2 separate regions of the Mus musculus genome follow, and region 2 is linked to region 1. A link is a contact called in public promoter capture Hi-C data. All regions are on one chromosome and are shown on one strand. Each heading gives the region's core, a stretch centred on a gene start, on an enhancer-like site or on the middle of the called end of the contact. The rest is flanking DNA. Distances are from core to core; before and after follow the strand shown.

Evidence for each region. Promoter capture Hi-C pulls out the DNA fragments that hold promoters and counts their contacts.
Region 2: a contact with region 1 is called in a promoter capture Hi-C map of hippocampal neurons, with 13 times the contacts expected there. The contact joins the promoter of Dpyd here to the promoter of Alg14 in region 1. A contact is called at or near these places in 2 of 39 promoter capture datasets (cranial neural crest and hippocampal neurons) and 1 of 115 datasets of contacts at active chromatin or transcription factors (astrocytes).

What each region holds. Positions count from the first base shown.
Region 1 is chr3:121,289,705-121,293,504 of GRCm38.p6, reverse strand. It overlaps Alg14 (asparagine-linked glycosylation 14), which reads right to left and starts at 1,765. Exons shown (of 4, transcript NM_024178.3): 1 at 1,522-1,765. The coding sequence starts at 1,657.
Region 2 is chr3:118,560,465-118,564,473 of GRCm38.p6, reverse strand. Dpyd (dihydropyrimidine dehydrogenase) reads right to left here and starts at 2,294. Exons shown (of 23, transcript NM_170778.3): 1 at 2,160-2,294. The coding sequence starts at 2,198.

The DNA of each region.
Region 1 (3,800 bases), core at 516-3,015:
ATATGAGATTTCTGTCCTTCTCTGTGTGGCAGCTACTCCTTCTGTCTCATCTTCTGTTTGTGTCCTATTTCCTTCACTGCTGCGCCTCTGTCCTTTCCCTAGTGTTTGTCACGTAGGCATCACACTGTGCCTTGTGATGCTTGTTTTGTTTGTTTTTCTATTTTCAGTTTTGTTTTGTTCCAGAGCTCAGTGTAGTGTCTGGCCATTCCCATGACTCAAAATATGTTAAGTAAATAAGTAAGGAATTATAATTGCATGTTAAGTTTGGTACATTTGCATACATCATAAATATCATTAGTGTGTGTGTAGTCACTCATCACATAATGATGTTTTAGTCAATGACAGGATATTGGTCACATGACATTAAAAAGGAACAGAAAATTCCTTATTGTCTAGTGACACAGCAACCATAACACAGTAGCCCAAGGTAATCTATGAACAAATTCACTGTGCTGCCTGCAATATAAAAAAGTACAATATAGGGGCTGGTGAGATGGCTCAGCGGTTAAGAGCACTGACTGCTCTTCCAAAGGTCCTGAGTTCAAATCCCAGCAACCACATGGTGGCTCACAACCATCCGTAACGAGATCTGACGTCCTCTTCTGGTGTGTCTGAAGACAACTACAGTGTACTTACATATAATAAACAAGTCTTTAAAAAAAGTACAATATATACTACTATATACAGTTCATAACATTTGATAACAATAATACACAACTACATTACTAGTTTGTGTATTTTTATTAGTGTGTATTTTTTTTAAAGCTACTGTAAAACTGTATGGTCTCCTGCAGAGGCTGCCTTAAACACCTCGAATTTACTGTGTGTCTTGACTGCATCATTTTCTGTTAGGCAATGGTTTTGTTTTACTGTCCCTGGAGCAATAGGTTATAACATATGTATTCCAGACAGCATTGATATAGGTTTGGGTATCACCTTGGTTGTTTAAAGTTGAGTCGTGTTTAACTATACACTCGTCAAAACTGTTCATCTAAAATTTTAAGTTTTAAAATGTTCAGAGCTGACTGGACAGTTTATTACTCATATCCTGTCACTCTGGAGGTATCGTCGTATGGAGTGTCCACGTTTTTATCCTCAGGGACTTTGCGCATTCATAAGTGCGACAACTCTACTTCGTTTACCATGTAATGTTCACATTTCTTAAACTAAGTACAAAGACCTAGAATTAATAACGCACAGCAGCAAAGAGGGCAACAATATGTCAGCATCAAAAGGCTTCGGCGTACTCCGTCGCTAATTATTTGTTAGAAAGCAGTACACTACAGAGAGGCTTAATTACAGACAAGTGTAAATGACCTGTCTTAATGACAGGCGGCTGGGTGGCGTCAGCTAACCAGCATTTTTTCCTGCCTGGGGTGGCCGGTTCCGGGAACGCAAAGAAACTACAAATCTCAGCATGCAGCGCTCCTAAAGGCGCTAAGAAGGGCGAAGAGAGTCGCGATGCATTCTGGGGTTTGTAGTGCCTAACTCAAGACCGTCGGCCTCCGCCCGGATACTTACCGGATCCAGCCACGATCAAGAGTCTGAGAGACTCTCGGGGAGTGACGTGATGGGGCCCAAGCACGGTCCATAGTCGCTGGAATAGCAAGATCACTAGCCCTGCGGCTGTAGCAGCTAGAATCAGAATGCTCAGCATTCAAAGGATGGCGCATGCGTGTAGACCTGGCGCCAGCGGTTAAAGTTTGCAAGCACCGCGCTTAAGAGCAAACAGGGAGCAAAGCGCCTCTCTGTGGGCGGGGATGGTCTGCACTGGGCGGAGCTTGCCAAGTTGGGCGGTCAAAGTTCAGAAGTGTGGCTCTGATTGGAAAACGCAGAACGACGCGTCTCTTGCGTCTCAGTGAGCCGGGTTTGTCCGTGATGGGTGGGGCTAAGGGCAGTTTGCCCAGGAAGCGCTACAAGGAACAGTAATGGTTTTGTTACCCGAGTTTGTGCTGCAGTTGTGTAGTTGGAAAGTTAAGTGCTGGAGAAGTTTGATTTCTGCCAGTGGCGAGGTCAAACTACATGTATGGTAGAAGGACCACGAAGCCCCGGGTTAGTAGCTGCTCCTGTCCTGCCAGGTTTTGCCTGAGGCTCCTGGCATACATCACTACTTCCTTTCTTCCTTACGGGTTCCAAGACAAACCGAACTAGAAAATTTTTGCCAGTCAGAGGCATACTCTTAGGGGGAAAACATTCAAATCCGCCCTTTCCTGACATTTATGTTTTCTAGACAGTTTCACAGATCTCAAACTATAACCAGAATCCGGATCACTTCAAGCTATGTCATATTCCTGGGAGGATTGGAAACCCCTTGGCTTCAGGTAGCAAGGGAGGAAGACATAGCCCTGCAGTTAAGTTTATCACAAAGCATTTCTGGCTTATTCCTCCCGCGGTCCTCTGAAATGATAGACTTCCACTGCCCACTCTAATCCCAGTTGTGCGTGCGTTTGTGAACTTAGCCTAAATTACAGCAAAATAAAACCTCTTGACAACAAACATTCCTTCAGACCCTTATGGGGTTACAGATTGAATAGGTCAGGCATGCAGACAGGTCGAGAAAGGTGCTACAAATTGGCCTAAATGCAATAATGTCATGTCTAGAATTAGAAACCAGAAATCCTAACTCCTGCTGCCTAAGAATGCTACACCATATGGTCCGTTGTTAAATTCAGTTTGGATTGACGATCACATTTACCTGGAGCCTAGAATGCTTTTGGGAGCGATACTGAGTCAGAAGTTCCAGGAAGGCGCCCTGAGATCTCCTTATAAAGCTAGGTGTGTTGGTTCCCGAGTCAGCAAACTGCTTGGGAGATTTCCTGACTGTATCTCTATCTTGTTGATATTATAGCACGGTGCCTGTGGGCTCTTTCATCACTCCTTCTTAACCTCATTCTTTACAGTCAGGTTCTATGTAAATGTTACTCTTTGAATTACAATAGGGAAATAGATTACACAAAAGTTAATTTGCCTGAGGTTATTTATGTGATGAAAATCAATAAGAATGCCAGACTTTTAGACAGATATCATTTGTGGCTCAAGGGCTGGGGGGGTGGGGGTGGGGGCGGGGAGACAGCACAAAGGTTAAGAGCACTGGTTGCTTTTCCAGAGGTCCCAGGTTCCAGGCCGAGAACCCACATGGTGGCTCACAACTTTCTGCCACTCTGGTTCTAGGGGATCAGATGCCTTCCTCCCAACCTCTGCAGGCACACACATGGTGCCCAGAGATAATCCAGGCAAAACACATACACACATAGAAACAACAACAACAAATCATTGAAAACGAAAATAAGGCAGAGAAGCAATTGAGAAAGACAATGTTGACCTCTGACCTCCTCACACACACACATGTACACACACACACACACATTAACATACACAGGAAGAAGGAGTGGCTCAAGAATGTTACAAAGTGTCATGCCGTTTTCTTTCAGAACCTTCTCTGCTGTTCTCCAAAGTGGCTTCAACCTACGAGTCGCTTCATATTTAAAAGAAGTTATTAGTGGGCAGACATGGTGATGTCTACCTTAGAAGTTGTTGTGTTGGTCATTGGGTCTGTATTAAGGAAAACACATCTTTTCAGAATCCCCTATGGGAGACTTTCTTTCTCTATTTTAAGCCATATTTATGTCACCCATACATAAAATGAAGCAGACCCCAAAACTGGTAGAGATAGGAATGGAGGGTGATGTAAAATTCAAAGATGATATATGGTAATTATATGGAGGGTGGATATGGAGAGGAAGCAAGGAGAGGAGGTTGCTTTTATAGGCAGTTGTGGTGTTTGGATTGCTGGGAAGATG
Region 2 (4,009 bases), core at 1,045-3,544, 2.7 Mb after region 1:
TACCTTCTCATCTTTTTCTCAAATAGCAAGTGCCTTATCAATGTATTCTTATTCCCATCTATTTCACACCACTTTTAAATTACCTCCTCCATTTCATGGAGACAAAGACAATGATCACAATGAGATCAGCTTCCCCACGATGGTTTTTAATGAACAACATGTTCAGGAAAGCTTTCGAATTTGACAGAAAACTAAGCCTTCATAATTTATTCTGATTCTTCAATACAAAGAGAATTTCAGTAGGTTAACAGGATTAACGGAGGCATCTCTGTGTGAGTGTGTTCCTCCGGCTTAATGTACCTTTCCTCACTGTGTTATATTTTAATGATTAATTTCACGCTCTTTCATGGTATTTTTAGCTCATGAATCATGGGTATTACTTTGAGGGGAAAGTAAAGTATTGTGGGTGAAAAAGAAAAAAAAAGATGCGACTGATGAGAGTGTGGAGCACACAAGTACAAATGCTGAAGACAGTGAATGCCTCCACTCCAAGTTGTAAGGTGTGCATCAAGTGGGAGTCACACACAGCAATGTTACGCTCATCTGAATGAACCAGGAAGGCCCAGAGGGAATAAATGTTCTTGATGAAAACTTATACAATTAAACTGGACACTTCGTACCTCACCGGCATCATTTTCCTCATAAGAATACAGATAAGAACTGCTTTTTCAAGACAAGCACATGAGAAACAACATAAAACATGAAGTCAGCTAAGCTTGAAACACTCTTCTGAAATTAAACAAAAGCCATCCGATCTGTGACACCCTGATTCCTGACAACTGTAAAGCCTGGATGCTGCCAAAGGATTGCTAACTGATTTACTTTAACAAAACCAAAAATGTCCCAGGGGTGTTAAATCAAAGATAGTACCCAGAGACCATGACTTCGATCAGACATGGTAGGTATCCTGTGCCCTGCATGCACACACATATAGTTCATTATATCAGTCATATTGTTCAATAGCCAAGAAAGAAATTGTGAAGAAAAGTCTAAGTAAACTACACAGAGAAAGAAGTCAACACGTTATCCTTTGCTCTTACTGCTACAGTGGATTTATCAAAGGAAAATATGAAGGCTCTTAGAACACTATCAGCTTTCTTTTAAGAGCATATAAAGGTTCATTATCACTGACGGCAGGGTGCGGGGAGAGCAGGGTGCAGAAGAAAACCAGTTAGCTATCCTGCTGCAAACAGGTGTCTTTAAACTTGTATTTAAAGAGCAGAACAAACGGGGGAGGGGGAGGGGGAGGGGGAGGGGGAGGGGGAGGGGGAGGGGGAGGGGGAGGGGAAAGGGTGTGTTATTTCTAAGCAAACACACAGAAGGTGGGAAAAGGGGGCCGGGCAGGAGGGAAGGAAACAGTAAGGGAAGAGAACACGAATATTCTACAAAAGTTTTGTTTTGCTTTTATCTCGAAGAAAATTCCCTAAACAAAACGGAACTGAAACCTGAGAGACACAGGCTTTGATTCAGCGTGATTAAAATCACGGCCATAACTCAAATCTTTCTCCCAACACACACATTAAAGTATATAGAACTCAGAGGAAAAATTTTTTGCTATTTCAGGTAGGGGATCGTTCTCAGAAAAATGAGATTTTTGGAAGAAACAGAGAACAAGAGAGAATCAAACACTGTTGAGAGGAGAGAACAGAGCAGTTTGTGTATCTCTTTCCGGGGAGGTCGCACTTTCCAATGTCTTCTGTACTTCGTTCCATTTTTTCCAAATGTGAAATTAAGTGGTAAACAATACCAGGGCCAGCGCCGCTCGAAACAGCGGCCTGGATCTTGGATTTCTATGCTCCACTTTTGCATACTGCGGGGCTTTGTTATTATAGGTGGGTCACTGGGTGGTTGTCCCACAAAACCACGGAGGGGACAGAGGAGGAGTTAGAGGGTTCCCTGGGCGGGAAGTGGAGCTACTGTCCCCTGGAGTCCAAGCCTCTGCACTCTGAGCCTCTGGGTCACTATGACTTAGGGCAGAGAGAGACGGCCACTTTTAAGTCTCCTACGAAGTAACCAGGTCCTGGTGCCGGAGTACAGTGTCCAGCCTGGTCCGCAAGTCTCTCCCGGGGAAACTTCGCGGATCTCCAGCTCTGTCCCGGGTGCGCCCCCGGGCCTCCCGCCCCTCTGTGACCCTCCCACCCCAGGGCCGCGGTCGGTACCTCGATGTCCGGCGCGTCCCTGCTCAGCACACCCGCCATGGCAGCGCTTTCTGGCCTCAGACTCCCGCACACAGACCCTCCCTCTGCTGCAGCAGCCTCCAGCCCCGCACCAAAGCCTCAGCTTGCCCCAGCACTGGTGCACTGACTGCCCGAGCCAAGGCAATATGGAAGGGGCGGGGCTATGCTAAAGACACGCCTCTGGGGCGGGGCAACGCTCAAGGCACGCCTCACAGCCACACCGTTCCACTGGTCCCAAGCTGCCGGGCTCTGTTCCAGAGAATTTCTGGTTGTGCTGGCCTTTGCTCCCCAAGGTTGAGTTTGGTAGGCGGGTTTAGGTGTCAGAGATCCCCAGAATTAAAAGCAAACAATTGCGTCTTTGATGTTCTTCTGAGTTCTGAGCCCTGCAACGTGCAGAAACAAAGATTAAAGAATAAGATGTCCCAGAACTCTCCAGGGACCAGGGAGTACCTGTGTTCCTCTGGCCACCAGCAAATAGGCTGGAAGGATTTTTGAAGCTGTTCTGGGGGAGTAGTAGTATTGGGGAGCCTAGGGCACAAGAAGACAGACAGACATCAGTATCCACAGTCTAGAACAGCCTATAGTGAGATGGTTCTCAACCTTCCTCATGCTGCGACCCTTTAATCTGTTCCTTATGTGTGGTAATCCCCATCCATAAAATTATTTCATTGATATTCCAAAATCATAATTTTGCCATTATAAGTAGTAATGTAGATACTTGTGTTTTCCAATGATCTTAGGTGACCCCTGTGAAAGGGTCTTTCCACTCCCAAAAGAGTCCCAGAGGGGTCTCCATGCACATGTTGAGAGCTACTACTTTAGTGAAAGGGTATCTGTAGAGGATCAAGGCTTTCTTTCTGCATGGCAGTCCATGCCTATTTTTTTAAAAATATATAGTAATATTCTAAAATGTGACGTTCATAAATATGAACAGGGGTTGTTTATTTTGTGCATTTGGTCACATAGTTGGTAGGGAGAAACAATGATGTCATCAGACTAGTCCTCTCCTCAACTTTGTGGCAGCCTAGGCGCCAGACCATTTTCTAAGTCGGACATCTTCTCTCATGGTGCTATCTGTTTCTTTTAAGGCACACAGGGCACTTCGTCCTATTGGCTAGATCATGATAATTTTGGAATCATATGATTCCCTCCTCGCTGGTATTTTTCGTTACTTTATCCATTTTCTTTTAATTCGACATGTACTTAACGCTTCGTTTTGTTTTCAGTGTAACACTGCCATGTTGGGTTTTCTAGATGTGGTCTTCAAGAAGGCTCATCACTGCTCTGACAACAAGACTGGCAGGACACAAACTGTGGTGCCTGCACTTGGCAGAAAAAGAGGAACACATGGGGGGCAGTCTTGGATGCCTGGAGAGGGCTTATAGTACAAACCACCTGGTTACCTTTAAGGTCTTGAAACTTCCAGTGGTTGGACACATATTGTCCCTTCAATCAACTATTAGCACACACAAAAATTAATAATAATAATAATAATAACAACAACAACAACAATAAAAGCTAGAGGGTTAAATAGAACCCCCAGATTCACCCTTGGCTTCTGTATTCTCACTCATTCATTTAATCTTTCTCCAACTTTAAGGATTTTTCCATTCTAACCAGATCTTGAGTCACTTGGAAACGGGTATGTCAGCTTCTGCTGTTAAGTCTCCTGAACTCTAGAGTGGGATTCTAAATATGAATTAGCCCCCTCGCTCCCCCACCCACAAGATGTGACCTTTTTCAGTGGCCCAATGCAGCCCACATACAATTGGGGTTTGTTTGGTTGTTGTTATTGTTGTTGTTGTTATCCTTCTTGTTCATATCTGCGTGAC